Linked DNA regions of Mus musculus: all the other regions are linked to region 3. The links are chromatin contacts, called in public Hi-C and HiChIP or PLAC-seq maps. All regions are on one chromosome and are shown on one strand. The core of a region is the stretch at or near the end of the contact, and the rest is flanking DNA. Distances in the headings are between cores, read along the strand shown.

Region 1 (4,194 bases), core at 58-2,557, 1.4 Mb before region 3:
CCGGTCTAACTCTATATTCTCACGAGAGAATATAATAAAGTTCTGTAAACAGAGAGCACCTGTCCTCCTGTCAGTGATGTCTTTCTCCCCAGGAAATACATATATATGTATCTCATCATCTAAATTCAATTTACCTTCCCAAAATCACTAGCCTGTTTGCTGTCATAAAATTTTCGACTAATCAGGGCTTTAAACGCAACCTCTGATATTGATTTGGGCTGGATTTTAACTTTTTGGTTATTTTATTTATTTATTTATTTTTGGTGGTGGTGGAGTGTGTGTGGGTGGGTGGGTGGGTGGGTGGGGGGGAATTGAAGGCAGAACTTCAAAGCAATGATAATTTTTCCTCCTCGAAAAAACAGAACATTCCTACACAACGATAACATTTGAGGAGGTTCATCCTCTCCTCCCCAAACAGACTATAACTTGGACAACCAAGAGAGGACACCATGTGTAATTCTCTGTAAAGCAATTACTGAGAATTATAGTCTTCAAAAATTTAAATCTGAGGGATGACTACAGAGCAACTCCTAAGATCGGAGCCCGAGGGGCAAGCCAGAAGTTTTCATCGAGCCGAAACTGGGAGGGCGCAAGCAGCAATAAATACTAAAGACTAAAAGAAACCTAAGGGGTTATCTGCCAAAGCTGAAGGCCCTTAAGGTGTTTTAAGATGCTCGTCCAAGGTCAAGTCGCCCGTTAGTGGTCAAGTTAGGACAGCCAGCCAGGTCCTCCAATCCTATCCATACTCATTCCCCCGAAATCTTGTCGGTTTCACAGACAGCGCCCGAAAAGCCAAAGCTCGGGACTCGGCAGGGAGGCAGGAGCAGCGCGGACACCAGGAAGAGGGAGAGATTCAGGGCAGGGAAGGAGGGTCACTCCTCCCACGTGTCTGCAAGCCTGTGGTCCACCCGCGGGCGGCGGGACTAGCAGCGCTCACCTGTCTGGAGCCCAGAGGCGGGTGGTCCGATCCCGGGACACAGACACAAAGGCTCCCGGCGGGTAGAGGCAGCACACCAGGCCCCTCACGTCCAGTTCGTGGCCCGGGAGCGAGCAGCTCAGCCGGTATCTGGAGGCGCCGCTCGCCATGGCCAGCGTGGATCCGGAGCCCGGCCCCCGGGCACAGCGCGAGACTCGTCCACAGGCCCGAGCCGGCGTGCGCCAGGCTGCGGCCCGAGACCCGCCTGCAGGAGAGGGGCGCCGGAGACCGGAAGAGCCAGTCAGCCGGTGCGGAAGGACCGCGGGGGAAGGGGCGCGCCGAGCCGCCTGAGTGACACAGCAACCCTAACACACACGCCGGAATTCATCATCCGCCGCGGCCCGCGGTGACGCAGAGTGTGTGCGTCGGGCTGCTGAGCATCACGGACCGGGCCCTCTATCCTTCTGCGCCCTGGATCGCCGGCCGAAGAAGGGACGGTGAGATCAGGAAATTCTGCGTAGGCGCCGGAGGTCTGGGTCCGGTCGGAACCCGGTCCATTTCAGAGAACAACCGAAAATCTGTAGTAGTTGGAGGAGGGTAAATCGGAACTACAAATCCCACAATGCCGAGCGTCCCGAGTGACTCGCCGGCGCGCTGAATCCGGATGTTTTAAATCTAGGTGCTCGTTTGACTACTCTGAGTAGTAGAGCAAAATTGCTTGTTTGCCTTACGCCACGATTTGTTTGCCCATTTTCTGCTTGATTCTGGAGAGTCTCCCAAGATTTTCATCAGTTAATTGTTTTTTTTTTCATTTAAGATGACTGAATCTGAAGCCAAAGTGGGAACTTTTAATGAACTTGCCTTCACCTCAAGCTACCCCCTATAATACCAGATTTTGCAGAATGATCGGGTGCCCATTCTCCCCTAACGTGACCACTGTTTGCCCGAGGTTTGGCGCAGAAGGTCTAAGGTGAAGCAGAAAATGCCTTTAATTATTTAAAAGGTCTTACGGTAGCTCGGGCTAGCCTAAAACTCGTGGTTCCTTGCTCCAGTCTCTGAACTCTGAAATTACAGGTGAGAATATATATTTTTAGCCAAACCCCGATGGTGTAGGTAGGAGTCTCACTACATTGCATTGAGATTGTCAGTCTACATTGTAGTAAAGTTAGCTTTCCGTATTGTAGCACGGCATCCATCACACCACAAACCTTTGTTAAGTTGCCAAATCCAATTTGTGTGTTTTTCTTCACTCTTCTTAAAACTTTCATTCTAGGCTTGAAATCACTATTCCTCTGTGTGTGTGTGTGTTTCTCTTGACTTTAGCTCTGAAATGTATTATTCCACTTTGTTCGGTAACCCCAATAGCTTTTCGTTATTTATTTTTTTATGTCGATTTATTTCATGAATGTAGGTATACTGTCGCTGCCTTCAGACACACCAGAAAGTGGCATCGGGTGCCCATTCCAGATGGTTGTGAACCACCATGTGGTTTCTGGAAATTGAATTCAGGACCTCTGGAAGAGCAGCCAGTGCTCTTAACCACTGAGTAATCTCTCCAGCCCCAACAGCTTTTCGTTCTTGAGAATACACTGTTGTATAAGGCCTTCCCCATTTCCCTAATTTATTTTGCTAAGGTCTTTTCCCTTAGGTGTGTGTCTGCCTCAGCCATATTGAATTTGCCATCTTTCTCTGAACATACCATGTTTGAAGTTGTTGTTTCTAGATTCCTAAAACAAACAAAAACTAGTGCTATGAGAGGCTGATGCAGGAGGATCATGAGAATGAAGCATAGCCTATCTAATGAGGTCTAGGTCATTCTGGCTACAGGAAGAATTCCTATCTTAAGAAAACACACCACCCACCCACCCCCACACACAAACAGACCATACACCACAAATGTCTCACCCGAATTAACATACCACACACCCATTTACATACATCACACACACCACACACATATACACATACCCCTCAACAAGCACACACACATACACACACAATTAGTCTGTAATCTTTTCTCCATCTGTCACAGTTCAATACTGTATATCTTCTGGACCCTCCTAGTTCCTCTTTAGACTAATACAGTTTTATTATTGCCTCTTTAGTGTTCATGGTGTCGTGACATATTTGTATAGCAATCATTTCTGCAAGATTAAATTTTCTTAGGACATTTCACTCTTTTTTCAATGTTTTTATAGTTGCTGTTGCTTTGTTTTTGTTTTCCTTTTAGTTTTTATTATGTTTAGTCTCTTTGTGTGTATATTTGTACGTGAGTGTGTGTGTTTGTGCATGCACCAGGATATACATACAGAGAGGCCAAAGGACAAACTTACAAAAAGAGGTTCTCTTTTTCTACTACATCATTCCTGAGGTTATAACTCATGTCCTCAGGCTTGGTGGGGTGGCAAGCAGCTTTACCCACTCAGACATCTCAACAACCCAGGTAAGTTTTATTAAACAGTCTCACATTGGCCTTGGCTATGAGAGCAGTTGATTGGGACACATTGTCAGCTATCCAGTGGCCCATGGGCATATGTTGGTCACACATGATAGATGCTGATATACCTCATGTCTGTAGGTGTGTTGAGCTTTTATCATTCTAGAAGTAGAACCAAGGGTTCACATGAACATGGTAAGCATACACTACTACGCTGTATTTCCAACCCTCTTCATGTCTAAAGGGAAAAGAAATTTGGAGTTACGGAAAATATTAAGTGGCTGTAAGCAGTTTTTGTAAAAAGTAAGTTTGAAAAGCATACAATGCTGGGACAAACTTTGGCTGACTCAAAGAACAAACCTCAGTTTGTGGGTTATTCTCTAAGGGACAGCCGTTTGTGACAAAAATATGTCCAGTTGCTGACAGACTCTGAGCTTTTGTCCTGCAGTGTGAGTTTAGTCTTCTCTGGTTAATGAGATTTTTCAGTAGAAAGATTCAGGCTTTCCGTTCCTCTTGGCTGCTCTGGTCAGGTTGAAAGGTAACTTTGCTGAAAGTCTCTTCCTGCATTGGGAGTAGGGGAAAGTACAGGAAGTCAGAAGGATCTCAATTTTAAGGTGGTTTTAATTTAGCAGTGTACTATACTTCAAGTCAAATTGCAGAGTATTTTAAAAGAACAATGTTTTAGGAATATTGTTCTTTTAGGTCTCCAAAAATGTTAACTTCTTTGGCCAAAGTCAAATGCTTGGATTAAGATACCAAAATATAGGTGATCCTCAACTTATAAAGGAGCTGCTTTCTCACAAGTTGCAAATGTCATAAGCAAAAATGTAGTTAAGAAGCC
Region 2 (3,960 bases), core at 435-2,934, 1.3 Mb before region 3:
ATTTGGTACATGCCACGCACTACTAAGATGGAATCTAAAATAAATACTCTGTTCAAACAAACTTCTACAGAGTTTTTTTTTTTTTTCTTATAGGTAGTGAGGCCTTTTGAGCAATAATTTAATTCTTACCAATTTAGAGATTTTAGTATTTTGAAGCACTCTTACCAAGCTCATTCTGGCCTGGCACTATTGACTGTTGACTATATCTAAAACTATCCAAAAAGCTTTCGGGGTGTGTCTATGAGGGATTAAGTTGAGGTGGGAAGACTCGAATTAACTAAGAATAGGACCATTCTATAGGGTGGGGTCTTACAGTAAATATAAAGGAGAAAAAAAGCCACACACCAGCATTCATCTTTGTTTGCTTGTAAACTGTAGACCAGTTGTTACGACTTTCTTTCAGAATGGACTGTACCCTTCTTGTATGCCTTCAAGCAGTATGTAGAAATTGTATCTCACTACTGAGATATATATATTCTATCTCTATGGCAGCACTGAGATAAGTAATTAGTATATGCACAGTACCCCCCCCCCCCGCCTTAGTCACTCAGAGGCTTCTCACTCTATATTTTAAAGTACACCTTGTACTTATAAGTACTGTTGTTTCCCTGCTGAAAAGGGACATGTCTACTATAATTCAACTATTTTGCTAGTTGGACGAAGCCAAAAGTAAAAAGTTAGTCATTAATTTTTATGTACTCAACATAGCAATTTAAAAGTATTTGAAATAGGAATTTATTGCTTACTGCTACATTGGCATGAGAGAAGTAGGTGTGTGGTGGGGGAGGGGGGGTCTAAATTCAAAATAGGGAATTTAGCAAGCTATCCACACTAACTGAAATTGAAATAGGAATTGCCTTGGCTCTCTATGTTGCGATAAATCTCCTCCCAAATATGCCCTGGCAATGAAAACACGACACAATTAATATGAATACATGCTGTGCACCTAGATTAGGCAGATCTACCGCTACACTACCATCTTCCACAGCTATGAGCTCCACAGAATTAGAGAGTCTCCTGCCAAAAGTGGTATTCTTTCCTTGCTAGGAGACCATGCTAGTTATTTTTTAGTCAACTTGACACAAACTAGAGTCATCTGAGAAGAAAAAGGGAGGCACAGGCAGGCAGATTTCTGAGTTCAAGGTCTACAAAGTGAGTTCCAGGATAGCCAGGGCTATACAGAGAAACCCTGTCTTGAAAAAAAAAATTGCAATACCAATAAATGATAAGGTGTCTATTTCCTTTAAATCCATCCCTGTCAAACCACTCAAAATATCATCACGTAAAGTCGAAAAGATATGTATTGTTTCCCATCTTTAAGTATCAAAAGGTTTTTATGTCAATAAACTACCTTGTCTGGAGCCCTTTGTACCTTCATCTCCATGATTCTTTATGCATACGAAGGGGCTGGGTGTAGAAAGACCCGCGTGGTCATGTGTGTCCCTAGTTCGGGTTGCAGCTGGCAGCGTATGCTTGTGTGCTGATTTCAGGCAATCCGCAGCATAAACAAGCAGTCAGGAGAACCAGTCTGGCTGTCCTAGACATGAGGGTGAGGGAGGCAAGGGGGGGGGAGCGAAGGATATGGAGAAGCGAACACAGAAAAGCTCTCTCAGGCATAGATGCCCCTATTAGTTCACTGTGTCTGCTCAAAAACTGCCTCGCAGGCAGTTGTGTTCCCTACAGTTCCAGGCTGAGGTGCTGCTCTTGGCTGTAGCTCTCTGGGAGTTGGGTGAGTGAGCCTCTCTGTCATTCTCTGTAGGCCACTCAGTTAGGCAGATCTACTGCTACACTACCATCTTCCACAGCTATGAGACCCCTTAGACCTTGGGGTTTCTCTAGGCCACATGCTTCTGCTCTGCTTTTCCTCCTCCTTCCTCTCTCCCTCCCTCCCTCTCCCTCTCCCTCTCCCTCTCCCTCTCCCTCTCCCTCTCTCTCTCTCTCTCTCTCTCTCTTCCTTCTTTTCTTCCTTTCCGCTTCACTTTCCCTCCCTCTGCTCTTTTATTTTACAAATTAAGGTGGGAAGCAGGTTTACAAGAAATCACCAGAGTGCTGACTCATTCCTTGTTCACAACCCCTCACCGGACAACAGAATTGGCATCAAATATAATTATCCCCAGGGCTATCCACAACACTCTAAATGAATGAAAATGTTAGAGGGGGTCTAAAATAATAGTTTAGTATGAATTAATGTGGTGTCACCCCAAAGTCAGCTAAAACAATAGTTTGTATTAACAAAAAAAACAAAACAAAAAAAACCAAAACCGGTTATGGACTGTGTGTGTGTGTGTGTGTATACATACACACAAGTGTGCACAGTGCCATGGAGTCTAGAAGAGATGCTGGAACTTAGGAGTTAGGTAGTTCTAAGTTAGGTAGTACTCTGGTGTTGAGTACTAGGAAGTTTGATCTTTCTTTAGAGCAGCATCATAACCAGCTCCCCTTAGCCATCTCTCCAGCTCCAGAAACTAATTTTCTATTGAGAAATCACAACATACACCAGTTTACTAATGCTCTGACTTGTCTCGTCTCAAGAGTGATCAGGAATTTGTTTTGAAGTTTGGGAATCTTTGAGATATGCAGGAGCTCTGTTCCATATAATCATGCTGGCCAGATATGCTTTCCCAAGAAGGGAATCTAAATCCCAATCTAGTAAGTAGTTGGATGAAAGAATTGGAAAATTTGGCATCAATTAAGTGTTTTTAAGTTACAGGACTGAATGAGATTGTCATTGGTATAGTACAGGTTTAGAAGTCAGTGAAGGACTAGAGAGTAGACTCAGGGGATAAAGATACTTGCCCACATGTCTGGCATCCTAAGTTTGATCCTCATAAACCACATGGTAGACAGAGAGAGTCAGTTCTCATAAGTAGTTTTTTTACCTTTACATGTATGTTGTGGCATGCTTGAATGCACACACATGCGCACATGAACAAAATAATACATGTAAAAAATGAATTGAGAGGATCTCACCTATGCAGTGCAGAAGCAATACATGAAAATATGTCAAAAAGGGTTTATCACCAGTGGCAGGTATTGCAGGGTGAGAGAACTGAAACTGCCCTTGGGTTGGATAATGAATGGTCACCAAATCTCCTTGGGAATAGTCTTACTGGAGTAGAAGAGAAAGCCTCCCTGAAGTATCTCTGGAGCAGGAAAAGGAAAAGATGAGCTATGAACAGAATGCATGTGTAGGAGATTCTCCTTCGTTTAGAGAAAGAAAGATACAGTGGGAAGTTGTTAAGTAGCCTAAAATGCAGACCTTCCCTGTAATCCCTTAATGCCTTAACTAGTCTCAAGAGTGGCCAGCTCAGGGAGCTAGGACTTTTTTAGTAAGCTAGGCCTCAGCAGGTTCAGAGGTTCCTCAGTTTGCTGCTGCTATTTGGATATTTACCATCACGTGATCTGAATATTTGAGGTCATATGTCTACATATGATCTAACTGTTCCTAAGTGAGACATACACTTGTAAGATGAGTAGAAATAATCAATATTATACATGATACATATGCACAAGCACAAGTCAGTGTTCCCATGCTTCCCTGCTGGGACTTGACCACTACTGTTTGCCCACATTTATTAATGCTTTAATCGGATCTGTGAAACGTTCTCTACCATATAGGAAAATACAGAACACAGATTATTGGAGTTCTGGTGTCTGGACTGCTGTTCTTCTCCTGTTCCACTCCTATTAGCTATTGTTCTTAAAAGTCCTTTTTAATGCCAGATTTTAACTAGGAATCCCCTAGCCTTTATTCCTTCCATCTTTTTCCATGCTTAGTCTTTCTAGGAAGTGAGGGACTGATTGATTGGCCTGAAGAAACTGGGTTGAAGCAAGCTCATATATGTATGCTTTCTTTACTTGATACCCTAGGTACATGGAGTTGCAGCATCTTAGATTGAGAACGTCTCTGTACTTCCATAGCTCAGTGTTTGCTATGGTGAAACCCCATTATCACGGTGA
Region 3 (4,022 bases), core at 805-3,304:
CTTATGGTTGATTCTCTTATATCTAAAATTATATTTAATATAAATTAGTTATAATAATTTATTCATGAGATCTTTTCTCTATTACTAAATATTCTCCATTGTTATTTTAATTAAATATGGTTCTTTAATAATAGTCTTGCTTACTAGACTAGTAATTAACTATTACTTGTCATTGATTAACGTTGAACATATAATTGATCAATCAATACTTGTAATTGATTTGCAATATGTTACTTCAGTAATTTCTGTGACTGAATTTGTGATGATTTCACAAATGGAAGTATAGAATTATTCCAAAAATGGAATTATGGGTTTAGATAATATGGTTAATGTAAAGTTCTTTGGAGTTGGAGAGATGGCTCAAAGTTAAGGGGACTGCTATTCTTACAAAGGACCAGAGTTCTGTTCCTAGTCCCTAAAGTAGGCTACACAAAACTGCCTGTAAGTCCAGCTCCAAAGGATTTGATGCCCTCTTCTGGCCTTCAAGGGAACCTGCACACATGTTGCAGACACACAGGAATAAAAATAAAAATGTATCTTTAAATTTTCCCAATAAATATGCCAAACTTCCCTTGAATTTTTGCTTTAGATTTATATTCATTTCACACTTGTCAGAATTAGTCTTTTTTTTTTTTTTTTTGCTGTTTTTCAGTAATGTGATTTTCTAACTTTTCAAATTGGAAAGAATTGAAATTTTAGTAGGTCACTTATCTGTGGGTCTCAGTGATAAACGTGCTTTAAAGAGTGTGTGGTTATAGTAATTCACATTGCAAAGTTTACAATTCCCAACTTACATTATTTTCATAATATGTGCTTATATTTTAGCCAGAGATATCTTTAGAAATGTAGAGGCTGTGGTCTCTACCCGTAACATTGAGAGCAACGCGGGTGGTGGTGGGGGGGGGGGAGGGCGGGGGTTGGGAGAGAGTCACAATACCGACTCTTCAATTCTTTAGGCCTATAGTTTTCATGAAGTTTCATTAGTATTTATTGTGTCTAGAATACACTTTAGCAAAATTGTGAGGTTGCGTCGAAAATGCCCTCACTGTATTTTTAAAATGAAACTGATTTATAACAGGGGGTTTATAATTTATTGTCCAACAGTTTTGCTCAACGTTTAAATATAAAAATCACAGAGAGTTAAGCGAACCAGCTGCCTCTTAATACAGAGTATGAATTGATGGATTAATGAATGAGTGAAGTGGTGAGAACCAAGAGTTAGAATAATATTGTAGCCCCTTCCAATAATGACACAATTTATCATGTTGGATTGCCACTTTCCAGATTTTATGGACCATGCCACCAACATCCTCAGTGGACACATCATTATTATTATTTTTTAACATAGAAACGAGCAGGTAGGGTACACAGATACAGCCTATGCTTTTTGAACACTATTTAATTTTGCTATCTAAAAACGGCCTTCCCCTTTGCCCCATTTAAAATGAAATCAGCCACAACCTGTGATTCTGTGAGGGCTTCTTTGACTTAGGCAGCATGGAGGTCTGTTTTTTCCTTAGGAAACACGTTTCTTGGTCACGTGGTTCCTCTTGCTTTGGGGGTTTCAATTCCTGAGCACTGTGGTGGGGAATGAGAAGAGGCTGGAGGCTGAGAGTGGGTCTGTACTAGTGCTAACCAGGAGAAATGGAAGGTTGGCCTCTGAGCCCTCCACTACCTTTGGCCACTCTAGCTCGCGCAGGCGCGCTCTCCTTCCTACCCCCAGCCCCGCCCTCATTGCACCTGCCAGGTCATAAACCTCCGCCCACCCACACCCGCTTCGCCTGGCGGTCCGGGCTTACCCCTCCTTGATTGGCCAAGAGTCTCTGGAGCGCGTCCAATCAGCAGCCCTCCTGTGCGACCTATTCCCGCTCCTCCCGCCCTGCCGGCCTCGCTGGTGCCCAGCTTCTTTGTGACTGGTGCTCGCAGAGGTCACTCAGCGTGCGGTGTGCGATCGGCGGGCGGGGCCGGCTCAGGTGCCGGGACGCGGGACAGACGCGGTGGGCGAGGGGGCGGTCGCGCCGCGACGTCTGCGCCGTGAGGCTTCGCGCGTGAGTGGCGCGGGCGCCAGGCCTGGCCGCCGAGCTCCAGTGGCGGGCGCGGAGGTCGTTGACGCGGGCCCGGTCGGAGGCGCGTCCGTCGCTGTGAGCGCGGCGTCGAGGTTCTCGGACCATGGAGGACCCGCAGCCGCTGCCACAGTCCGAGCTGCCGCTGTGTGACAGCCTCATCATCTGGGTGAGTGTAGTTCCACGCTTGCCAGCGAGGCCACCTGCGGGGCGAGCGGAGCACGGAGCCTCCGGCTGCCACGTACACCTCCTCCGCAACCCTTCCGTCCCAGCCTCTGAGAGCTCCGCCTCGCACAGGTGACCAGGAGGCGCTGGCAGCCTCGGTTCCCAGATTGCTGTCCTTTTGGGCCCACACAGCACCCATGGCGGTGTAGACACAGCTGAGAGAGATGGCCAAATTACCTTTGATGTGGGAGCTCTTTTTCATTTTTTCCCCCTCTTCCTCCCCTTCCCATCTTAATACCTTTCTTTTTTTAAAGTAAAAAAGAATTGGCTTTTTTTGTTTACGCTTGATCCATGTGCAGGATTTTTTTAGCGCAGATTGCCTCAGTCCTCATTTTTTCCCAGTATTCCGGTGAGCCAAATGGTTTCTAACCTGTTGGAATTTCCTAGATATGACAGAACTGCCGTCCAGGTGTGATTTCTAGGCCTTTATTGTGCTAGGATAGTGTTTGATGCCCTACAGTTGGGTGTTGATAGCGCTGATGGCTCAACTCAGTTGTATAATTGTGAAGAGAGTCTGATTGGAATGTAAGTAGACTGGATCAGGAGGATTACATCCTCCAAGAGATTGACTGGCCATCTTCTAATACTAGCAAATCCAAAGGACAAATAGGGAAGATCTCTATGAGTGTTTGAAATTTGTAGTCACTTTTGCACTTTAGACTTTGATAACATGTTTTAAGTAGAATGTAGTTAGGATCTCAGGGTTAAAGCGTTTAGCTCACTGTAGACCTGCATGTTTATTTAAATTACTATTTAGGTTTAGATATTGTATTTAAGATTGTTAGGAAAGAAGGCAGTATTACTTTAATGATCCCATTTGTTTAAAAACAAATGTCTAATCATAGGGTGTATTCAGGTCTGCAATTTTGTGCTCTGATCATCTGACTGAGATGGTAAACTGGGTTCTTTATGATGTCACTGACTTCCCTATGAGGTCACATGGAGTTCAAGAGTTTCTTAAACTATACTGCAATATTTCCAAGTGCTATGACCATATCCTTTCTTAAAGCAGTATTTTGACTTCCTACTTTGTGCTGGCCTCACAGGAATTAGTTTAACTAGCAGAGTTGTGTATCATTACAATGAAAGGCAAAGTTCCCCAAGATCTAGAGAGAGAGAGAGAAAGAGAGAGAGAGAAACAGAGAGAGAGAGGGAGAGACACACAGAGAGAGAGAGAATGAACCAGATAAGGATTCATAGACAATAGAGGGTGAGAGGGTGGTTGGTTAGCTCTTGCTAATTGGCTCCTGCAGTGATCTCCCAGGCTGTTGTACACTGGAGAAAATTGAATGGCTGAAAATCAGTTATTGCTTCTAATCATGGCGGTAGATGCACTGTTCTCCCTGACACTGTCCAGCTTGGTGATGGGGAAGGACATGGTGGTTCTGATTCTTTTTAGGACGCTTCATTGATGCCCTGCTTGGCTCTTCTTGGAACCGAATTTTGACTTTCAGGCACAATACCACCTCCTCAGCTTTGGGTCTTCCTTTAAACTCTGTTCCTTCTAACTCTTTTAGAGCATTGTTCTGCCATTTATTTTCTTTTTGCTGTTGAATCTGTCTAACCCTGACCCCCAACTAAACAAGGGATCTCTGCATGTGCTCTTCTGATGGAGCTGTGTCCTCAACCTCCTTTTTACTTAAGTCAAGACACAGTCTAAGATTTCCAGAAATCTTAGCCTGAATTCAATATGGCTGGTAGACGTGTGAGACTTCTTACACCTCCCAAGCGGCT

What was found. A called contact is a pair of places that touch in the nucleus more often than the background predicts. HiChIP or PLAC-seq counts read pairs in DNA pulled down with a chosen protein or histone mark.
Region 1: a contact with region 3 is called in a Hi-C map of LSK cells, with 5 times the contacts expected there. The contact joins the promoter of Plaa here to the promoter of Hook1 in region 3. A contact is called at or near these places in 3 of 39 promoter capture datasets (cranial neural crest, embryonic stem cells and maxillary cranial neural crest), 5 of 484 Hi-C or Micro-C datasets (CD4 T cells, CD8 T cells, LSK cells and 2 more) and 12 of 115 datasets of contacts at active chromatin or transcription factors (the 230-238 cell line, DN3 thymocytes, astrocytes and 9 more).
Region 2: an H3K27ac HiChIP or PLAC-seq map of embryonic stem cells shows a contact between it and region 3, with 6 times the contacts expected there. The contact joins the enhancer-like site here to the promoter of Hook1 in region 3. A contact is called at or near these places in 4 of 39 promoter capture datasets (the C10 cell line, cranial neural crest, embryonic stem cells and 1 more), 1 of 484 Hi-C or Micro-C datasets (bone marrow-derived macrophages), 2 of 115 datasets of contacts at active chromatin or transcription factors (embryonic stem cells and large pre-B cells) and 1 of 9 other capture datasets (adipose tissue).

What each region holds. Positions count from the first base shown.
Region 1 is chr4:94,601,940-94,606,133 of GRCm38.p6, forward strand. It overlaps Plaa (phospholipase A2, activating protein), which reads right to left and starts at 1,308. Exons shown (of 14, transcript NM_172695.2): 1 at 938-1,308. The coding sequence starts at 1,086. It also overlaps a transcript of Ift74 not described here.
Region 2 is chr4:94,673,462-94,677,421 of GRCm38.p6, forward strand. All of the region lies in intron 13 of Ift74 (intraflagellar transport 74), which reads left to right. Among named protein-coding and RNA genes, the nearest start is that of Mir872, 10 kb to the left of the region's middle. Within about 2 kb of position 1,685, at least 9 of the 459 cell types and tissues checked have an H3K27ac peak or open chromatin away from gene starts, as enhancers often do. A contact at or near this core is called in embryonic stem cells, where this site is marked.
Region 3 is chr4:95,965,325-95,969,346 of GRCm38.p6, forward strand. It overlaps Hook1 (hook microtubule tethering protein 1), which reads left to right and starts at 2,055. Exons shown (of 22, transcript NM_030014.2): 1 at 2,055-2,232. The coding sequence starts at 2,170. It overlaps 9530080O11Rik (RIKEN cDNA 9530080O11 gene), which reads right to left and starts at 2,331. Exons shown (of 2, transcript NR_045776.1): 1 at 1,800-2,331.